2 separate regions of the Canis lupus genome follow, and region 2 is linked to region 1. The links are chromatin contacts, called in public Hi-C maps. All regions are on one chromosome and are shown on one strand. Each heading gives the region's core, a stretch centred on a gene start, on an enhancer-like site or on the middle of the called end of the contact. The rest is flanking DNA. Distances are from core to core; before and after follow the strand shown. Region 1 overlaps GTDC1 (glycosyltransferase-like domain-containing protein 1). Region 2 holds the start of ZEB2 (zinc finger E-box-binding homeobox 2).

Region 1 (3,456 bases), core at 421-2,920:
TTGGGGTCAGTGTCTTCAGGGATCCTCCTATTATCATTACCTAAGTGATTCCCTCTTCTCTCTTGCAGCTCTATGGTTATGAGTTTCAACCCTAAGACAGGATCATAATTCTTCTCATAAACGGATAGAAGGAACTGATGATTCGTGGGAGATGATCTAAGAGGCTTTGTTTTACTCTCCTCAATTACTGCATTTAAACAGTGGACCTAAGGTGATGTGCTGGAAGCCACTTCTGGGAATGCTTGTGTGATACCTTTCTCCAAGAAGTTGAAATCCTTTATATTTAAAAATTTAATATTTCCATTATTTCCCCAATGAGAAAACCAAGGGATCCTATAATGGCACACTTAGGAGCCAGACTATGTTGTAGAAACAGAGACTTGTTGTATAAGCCTCCCTCCCATGGGAGATAATGTCCCCGTCACCCGTGTGTCTTTCAGGAAGCACCAAGGTCAGTGAGCATGACTGCTGGACCCCTAGGCAAGGGAGTGCGGAGGGTAGCAGGGGGATGCTTCATGACCCACATGGCTGGTCTTAAAAAGAGGCATGAGAGACCATGCCGTGAGGCCAATGTTTTAAGTGTCTGGATTATTACTATTATTGCACAGGCCTCAACAGCCACCATGGGCCTGCCACTCCCTGTGGTCTTTCCACTCAGCTGCCCTTATACCCGTAACTTTCCTGGCCCTCCTGGTCAGCATTTGTTTTTGAAGCCTGTGGGGAGACTGAGGCCCTAACAAGAAGCCGAGTTGCCGTGGCTCCCGTGCCAGTAGAGGCAGGTCTAGAACAACCTCGGGCAGAAGTCAGTCCAATTGGTCGAGACCACCATCCCTTAAAGGAGGAGAAGAGGCAAAGCTCTCTCTCCACCCTCTTCCCCTCTTTCCTCCTCCTGCTGCCCTTACCAGCAGAGGGAATGTGGATTAATCAGTTGCCAGGACCTGTCCATAGACTGGTTTTGTGTCACTCGTGGTCGCATTTGTATTCCAAGTGGCCACAAGGGGAAGAATGTACAAGAATCCATTCCCGGTACTGAAAATCTCAGACTGTGGCACGTGCAAGCCTTCGGACAGCCGAACCTTCCCTGTGGCCTTTGATGACATACGGCGGTGACGGTCCTCCACGCATCGAAGGCTGGCCCTTCGTGCGGCCCCCACGATCTCACCGGTTGCAAAGGGCCGAGGACAGAGGGAGCAGGTGCATGGGCCGCAGGAGCACCTTTACTTGTGAAGCAAAGGAGTGCTTCCTCTCATCCCAAATAGATAACCCAGAAATTACATCCTGAAACTTATTTCCCCGGAAAGAAAAGGAAGGGGAGGGATAACTGCAAAAGAAGATCCTTCTAATATGGTATTAGACTGTAATTCATAGGGAAATTTATGCCTGAGATATGAATTTCTGAAAATAGGGGTTTTTTTTCAAAGGAAACACTGACACATCCTTAATTATAGAGTAATAAATACCAATGGTATATTATCTTCTGATATTTCCTTACACAGATCTCAAAGCATGCAGCTGTTTTTGAAAACTGATAATCAAGTACAATATCAGTATATCACATCTTGTGCTTACAACACACCCTTCAACCAGACAACCTCACGGAGCCCGAAACAGTGAGTCCGGGGCTGCTCATAGCACAAGCCTAACTGAACCAATTAGCCTCGAATCGTAACGTTAAGAATCACAGTCGCACCGAGGTGCCTGTCCTTGCCAGGAAAAGGCAAAGCGCATGCCAAGGGAAAAAGCCTCTGCTTCAGGATCATGGAGGCAGCTCTCAAAAGCCAGCATAACTTAATGATCAATCAGAAAAATCTAGAGCAGTAACTCCTTAAGTGAAGGATACATAAAAACTGTACAAAGCATTAATAGTGCATGGGGAGGTAGAACAGGATTTTATCAGAAAGTATGAGGCTCTTAGAAAGCTCCATGGGCTGCTTCCAATCCAGGCAGCAAAAGACAGACAAACATGGTCAAAGAAAAGTACGTGGACAAACGCGGGGGGCAGGAGAGGAAATGAAGGTTACACAAGGCCAATGTGATTCAGAAGGAAAGGGAGGGAGGAAAGCCGAAGGAGCCAGCTGCAATTACTAAATGTTACATTAGCAAGAGCTGAAATTGAGAGGGGGAGGTCTGGGTATTTTACTAAGTGGATTAACGTCCTCTTCTTTGGGTGTCTGAAGTTGCAGATTTTAATTTATTTGGTGCAGGGTTTTATTGTGAAACTCTTAATGGGGTGGAGGGATAAACAGGGACAATTATAAACAGAGAGTAGGAAAGGGGAACATGAAATGGTGTTTTTTTTCTTTTTTTAATAAATTCAACTAAAATAAACACAGGGTTTGAAGCTATGGACAAAGGTAAATAGTCAACAAAATATTTATTTAGTTGACTGTGATAGCACTCAAAGGAGAATTAGAGGTACCTACAAAAAAAAAAAAAAAAACCAAGAGGACAAAACGCCCCCTGAAATGTGTCAAGCCAAGGATTTTCAGTGGCTTAGGGGCTCTCCTTTCTCCACCCGTTTAAAAAAATAAATCATAACTTCGGCATTTAGAAACCTAGTCATGAACATCATTTATTAATATAAACTTAATCCTGTGCTGTTCTTTGGTGGGTGGTAAAAACATGAACTAAACAACTGGCCTAAAACACGATGATTCTCTCAAATGCTGGGAAGCTATAAGGAAAGAGAAACTCCGGCTGTGTATGCTCTTTCACCTTCTTTATTTTACTGGAAGGATAAAGTCAAAAGGTGGGGAGGGCAGAGCCAAAGCACATGAGGCCTAGAAGAAGCTTGCAGGAGATTTTTAAAGTTTTCCTAATCGTGTACCAGAAGAGGAGATGGGCTTGGGACCTAGTGTGATTTCTATCCTTTTTTGACTCTGCTAAACTACTAACTACCACTTCTGGGGAAGGTGGGAAATAAGGAAGGTTCTGTGCTTTCTGCAACTGAAGAGACCAGGGCAGAAACTTAACCGTGTCCCCACCCTGAGGGTAACTGTCCTGTGGCTGGCAACCAGTCCCCCAAAATTCTGGGTTCAAGCATTTGAGGGGCTGATAACATTAGGAATCATTTAAACTGAAGGTATGGATCAGCAGGTATTTATTTGAGAATCACTGACATGCAGCTCTGGAGCTTGAGCGCAGAGAGCGTTATTTGGGGTGTGGGCAAATCACCTCTCTGGAACCACATGAAAAGACACTTTGAAAAGAATTGTAGAATGCTGGGGGGTGGGGGGGTGGGAATGACCCTGGCGAAAAATACGAATGAAAAAAAAAATGGAAAAATATCCTCTACAGAGAGGAAGATGCATAAGATGACCCAACAAGGTGGCCTTGTTGCCTTCCACCTGCTGCATCAATTCTATCAGTAAACAGATTCCCAACAAGGAGGCGAAGGTCCATGTCTAAAGGTAACGCAACAACCGGAGGGAAGAAACACAGAAGAGGACCTGGCGG
Region 2 (3,681 bases), core at 514-3,013, 580 kb before region 1:
TTGTGTTTCCTGGAGTGGCCGAAAGAGATCAGTTCTAACCTGCTCCGCAGGAATAACGGTCCTGCCTCCCGACACTCTTGGCGAGGTTTTGTACAGTTTGCTCCGGGAGCTGTTTCTTCGCTTCCACCTTTTTCTCCCCCACACTTCGCGGCTTCTTCATGCTTTTTCTTCTCACCATTTCTGGCCAAAACTACAAACAAGACTTCGCAGGTAGGTTTTTTTTTTTTTTTTCTTCTCTCTCTCTCTCTTTCTCTCTCTCTCCCCCCTTTCTCTCTTTTTTATTCCTTTTTGGTACGGTCATCCCCCCCCCACCCTCCTTTTATGATTTTTTTTTTCCTCCTTTTAAGTGGGGATGGGAGTCTGGAGTGAGAAGGAGTGTCCGTGGGCAGGAATTTCAGGTGGGTTTAGCTCCTTTATGGCAAGCTTTTCCCAAGAGTGACTTCGTGGATTTCTCTGGCACTCCCGCTCCCTCTCCCTGCTTTCCTCTCCCTTTTCCTCCTCCAAATAATTTGCCCTGTACCTGTCCATTCAGGTAACCAAAGGTGCCTTTTGCTACCCAGCCGAGGAAAAGTTTTATTGAGAACTACATGGTGGAAGGAAAACTCCTCCAGGGGGAGAGAATCTAACCCTGTTTTGTTTTTTTTTGTGGGTTTTTTTTTCTTTTTTTTTTTTTTTTTTTTTTTGCATCTAGCTCCAGTACATTGTATTCAGCAATTAAAACTTGGCAGATAACCTGTTAGTAATGACAAAACTTGATCGATACAAACCCACCAAATTCAGGGGCATGTCTTTCTCTTAGATATGGCACTGCATCCTCTCCCACCGGAGAAGGCTGTTTTCTAAGCAGAAAGTTGCCTGTTTTTGTCTGCTTAGCGAGTTTCATTTCTTTATTTTATTCTTTGTGTGTGTATGTATGTGAAGTAACACCTCATTTCTGTGATGATAAATAAAGAAGTGAAAGTCCTCATGGAACTTGAGTCGTTTACCAAAGTGTGTATGTGGGGTGGGGGGTGGGGGGTCACTACAGCTGGGAAGAAAGCTGCTGTCAGGATATCAGAGTTGTAAATTAAGGGTAACTTTTGGAATTGTGTTTTAAATGGCAAAGTAATAGAGACGTGGATCGAGCAGGAGACACATGCACACACATATCCCATTCCCTACTTTGGCACCGAAAAGTCGAGAGAGAGATAGCAGGAGTTCCCAGGAACAGTGATGAGCCCGGCTAACGTGAATGTGTTTATCTCCCACCTACTTATATATTTTCCATGCTCCCCCTGTAATGATGAAGGCAAGATTACTAACTCCAGAGTTAGAAATAACAGGCAGAAGATAAAGTTTACAGCACAAATGCCCTGTCTCTCTCCCTCTCTCTCTCTCTCTCTCTCTCTCTCTCACACACACACACACACACACACACACACACACACACAGGCTCATAAAACTAGCAGCTTACTTTATTAAACATGTATTTATATGCAATCGTGTGTAAGTCTCAGCATGAATACAGACAGGCCAGCTGTTTCATCCCAGACACTTGTGTGACCGTTTCCTGATTTCAGGATTTTTCCCAACAATTTCAAATCAATAGGAGAGCCAGGAAATGACAAAATGTGTCAGACTTAAAAGTCACCCTCTATGCCTAGGTTAAATTCAAGGTGCTTTCTAAACCATCCACTTCCCCTTCTCTCTGCCTCGCCGCCCCCCCCCCCCCCACTAACCACCACCACACTCCTCTCAGCAAATGTGTGGAAACTGATACTCACTTTCCAGGTTTTCTGCAAAGCTTTGAGCACAGGAGACAATAGGTGCGGGGCGTGGGGACTGAGTGTGCCCGGCAGAGGAAGGGTTAATGGCCCTTGTGTTACAGTTTGCATCTGTTACATCTTTTATAGCCCCTGTTTAAACTAATCCTCGAGGCACAGCATCTTCCCAACCTCCACCGAGTTTCGGGATTCTCCACCTCTGCTGCCTGCCTCCGAGGTTCCCCTTCTCCAAGTTTTGACAGTTTCAGCTGAAGGGGAAAAAAAAAAAAAAAAAATGCAGCGCCTCTCTCGATTTTTAGGTACAAAAGTTTCGAAGCCAGAAAGGATACGATCATTTAAGTAGAGCTTCAAAGTATTGCCGTAGCGGTTGGACTTTCTCTTTCCTTTCTTGAGGGGATAGAAGAAAAAAAAAAAAGAAAGAAAGAAAGAAAGAAAAGAAAAGGAAAGAAAAAAAAAAGAAAGAGAAATTCTACTGGAAGTATTTAAGGGAAGCAGTGTAGGGGAGCATGTGTGTGAATGAGGTGGGGGAAAATACTTAAGTAAATATTGTCAAAGTGGCGGTGGGGGGGGAGGTGTGTAGGGGTGTGTGTGTGTGTGTGTGTGTGTGTGTGTGTGTGTGTAGGGGGGAGGTGGGAAGCGCTGGTGTCCAAAGAGGCTTATAATTATACTTCTTATTTCGGCGTGAAATGGGAAATCTTAATTTGGGGGCGGGGGACCGGGGTGGCGGTGGGTGTGTGTGTGGGGTGTGGGGGGGATGGAGACAGCCTCGATGGACTCCCGGGGAGGGGAGGGGAGCGGAGGGGAGCGGAGGGGAGCGCAGGGAGGGAGGGAGGGGGCGCGGGGCGAGCGGGCTCCCCATAATTACTGTTATCAATTTGCCCGAGTGTGCTTCATCCGGGGGCTGTTGTTTGTTTGTTTGTGTGTCTCCTCCGGGGGGGACGGGGTTGTGTGTGGGGGTGGGGGGGCGCGCGGGATGGGGACGCGAGCGCGAGGCAGGCCGGCGTCGCCCCGGGTCGCGGGGCGGGGGGGCGGGGGGGGTGCGCGGGGCGGGGGGGGGTGCGCGGGGCGGGGGCGGGGGCCGGGCCGGGCCGGGCCGGGCCGGGGTCGGTCGGTGGCGCGGCGGGGCCCCGGGGGGCGCGGCGGCGGGTCCGGGGCCGGGTCCGGGTCCGGGGCTCCGGGGCCCCCCTCGCGGGCGCAGCGCGGCGCCCAGGAACGCACACAAAGCGCCTCGGGGCCCGCGGGGGGCGGGGTGGGGTGGGGGTGGGGGTGGGGGGTGGGGGTGGGGGGGGGCGGGGGGCGGGGAGGGGGCCGCCGAAGTTTCGCTTTGGCGCAGGGGTGGGTGCCGGGCGCCGGGCGCCGGGTGCCGGGTGCCGGGTGCCGGGTGCCGGGGCCGGGGGGGGCGCTGGCCGGGCCGGCCTGTCCCCGGGCGGCGGCGGCGGCGGCGGCGGCGGCGGCGCGGCGATGCCCACACTGTCGCTGTTTGGTTTGCTAGATCGAGCCTGCGTGCTGCCGGAGCAGGGCGCCGAGTCCATGCGAGCTGCCATCTGATCCGCGCTTATCAATGAAGCAGCCGATCATGGCGGATGGCCCCCGGTGCAAGAGGCGCAAACAAGCCAATCCCAGGAGGAAGAACGGTAAGAAGCGGCCCGGACCAAACTTTTCCGGGCTGCTCGGCGGCGCGGGCCGCGGGGAGGGGGGGCCGGGAAGGGCCGGCGAGGCGGCGGCGGCGGGCGGGCGGCGGCGGGCGGGCGGCGGGGACCCCGCGGGCGAGCCTCTCCCGGGGCCGGAGCGGGAGCGGGAGCGGGAGCCGGAGCCGGAGCCGGAGCGCGCGGAGCGGGGACCCGGGGCGCCCGGGGGGGGGGGGGATGGGGCGCCGGCGGGAGCGCCCGGGAGAGGCTCGCCCGCGGGGTCCCCGCCG

Evidence for each region. Hi-C and Micro-C count contacts between places; a contact is called where the count stands out from the background.
Region 2: a contact with region 1 is called in a Hi-C map of amygdala, with 4 times the contacts expected there. The contact joins the promoter of ZEB2 here to the enhancer-like site in region 1. A contact is called at or near these places in 2 of 9 Hi-C or Micro-C datasets (amygdala and skin fibroblasts).

Annotation. Positions count from the first base shown.
Region 1 is chr19:47,615,940-47,619,395 of UU_Cfam_GSD_1.0, reverse strand. It overlaps GTDC1 (glycosyltransferase-like domain-containing protein 1), which reads left to right. Exons shown (of 11, transcript XM_038565123.1): 11 at 69-2,550. The coding sequence ends at 95. Among named protein-coding and RNA genes, the nearest start is that of GTDC1, 390 kb to the left of the region's middle. Within about 2 kb of position 1,670, at least 3 of the 20 cell types and tissues checked have an H3K27ac peak or open chromatin away from gene starts, as enhancers often do.
Region 2 is chr19:48,198,484-48,202,164 of UU_Cfam_GSD_1.0, reverse strand. ZEB2 (zinc finger E-box-binding homeobox 2) reads left to right here and starts at 1,763. Exons shown (of 10, transcript XM_038565130.1): 1 at 1,763-2,284; 2 at 3,256-3,397. The coding sequence starts at 2,270. It overlaps LOC119864491 (a long non-coding RNA gene), which reads right to left and starts at 2,724. Exons shown (of 4, transcript XR_005374283.1): 1 at 2,629-2,724; 2 at 1,764-2,011; 3 at 40-190.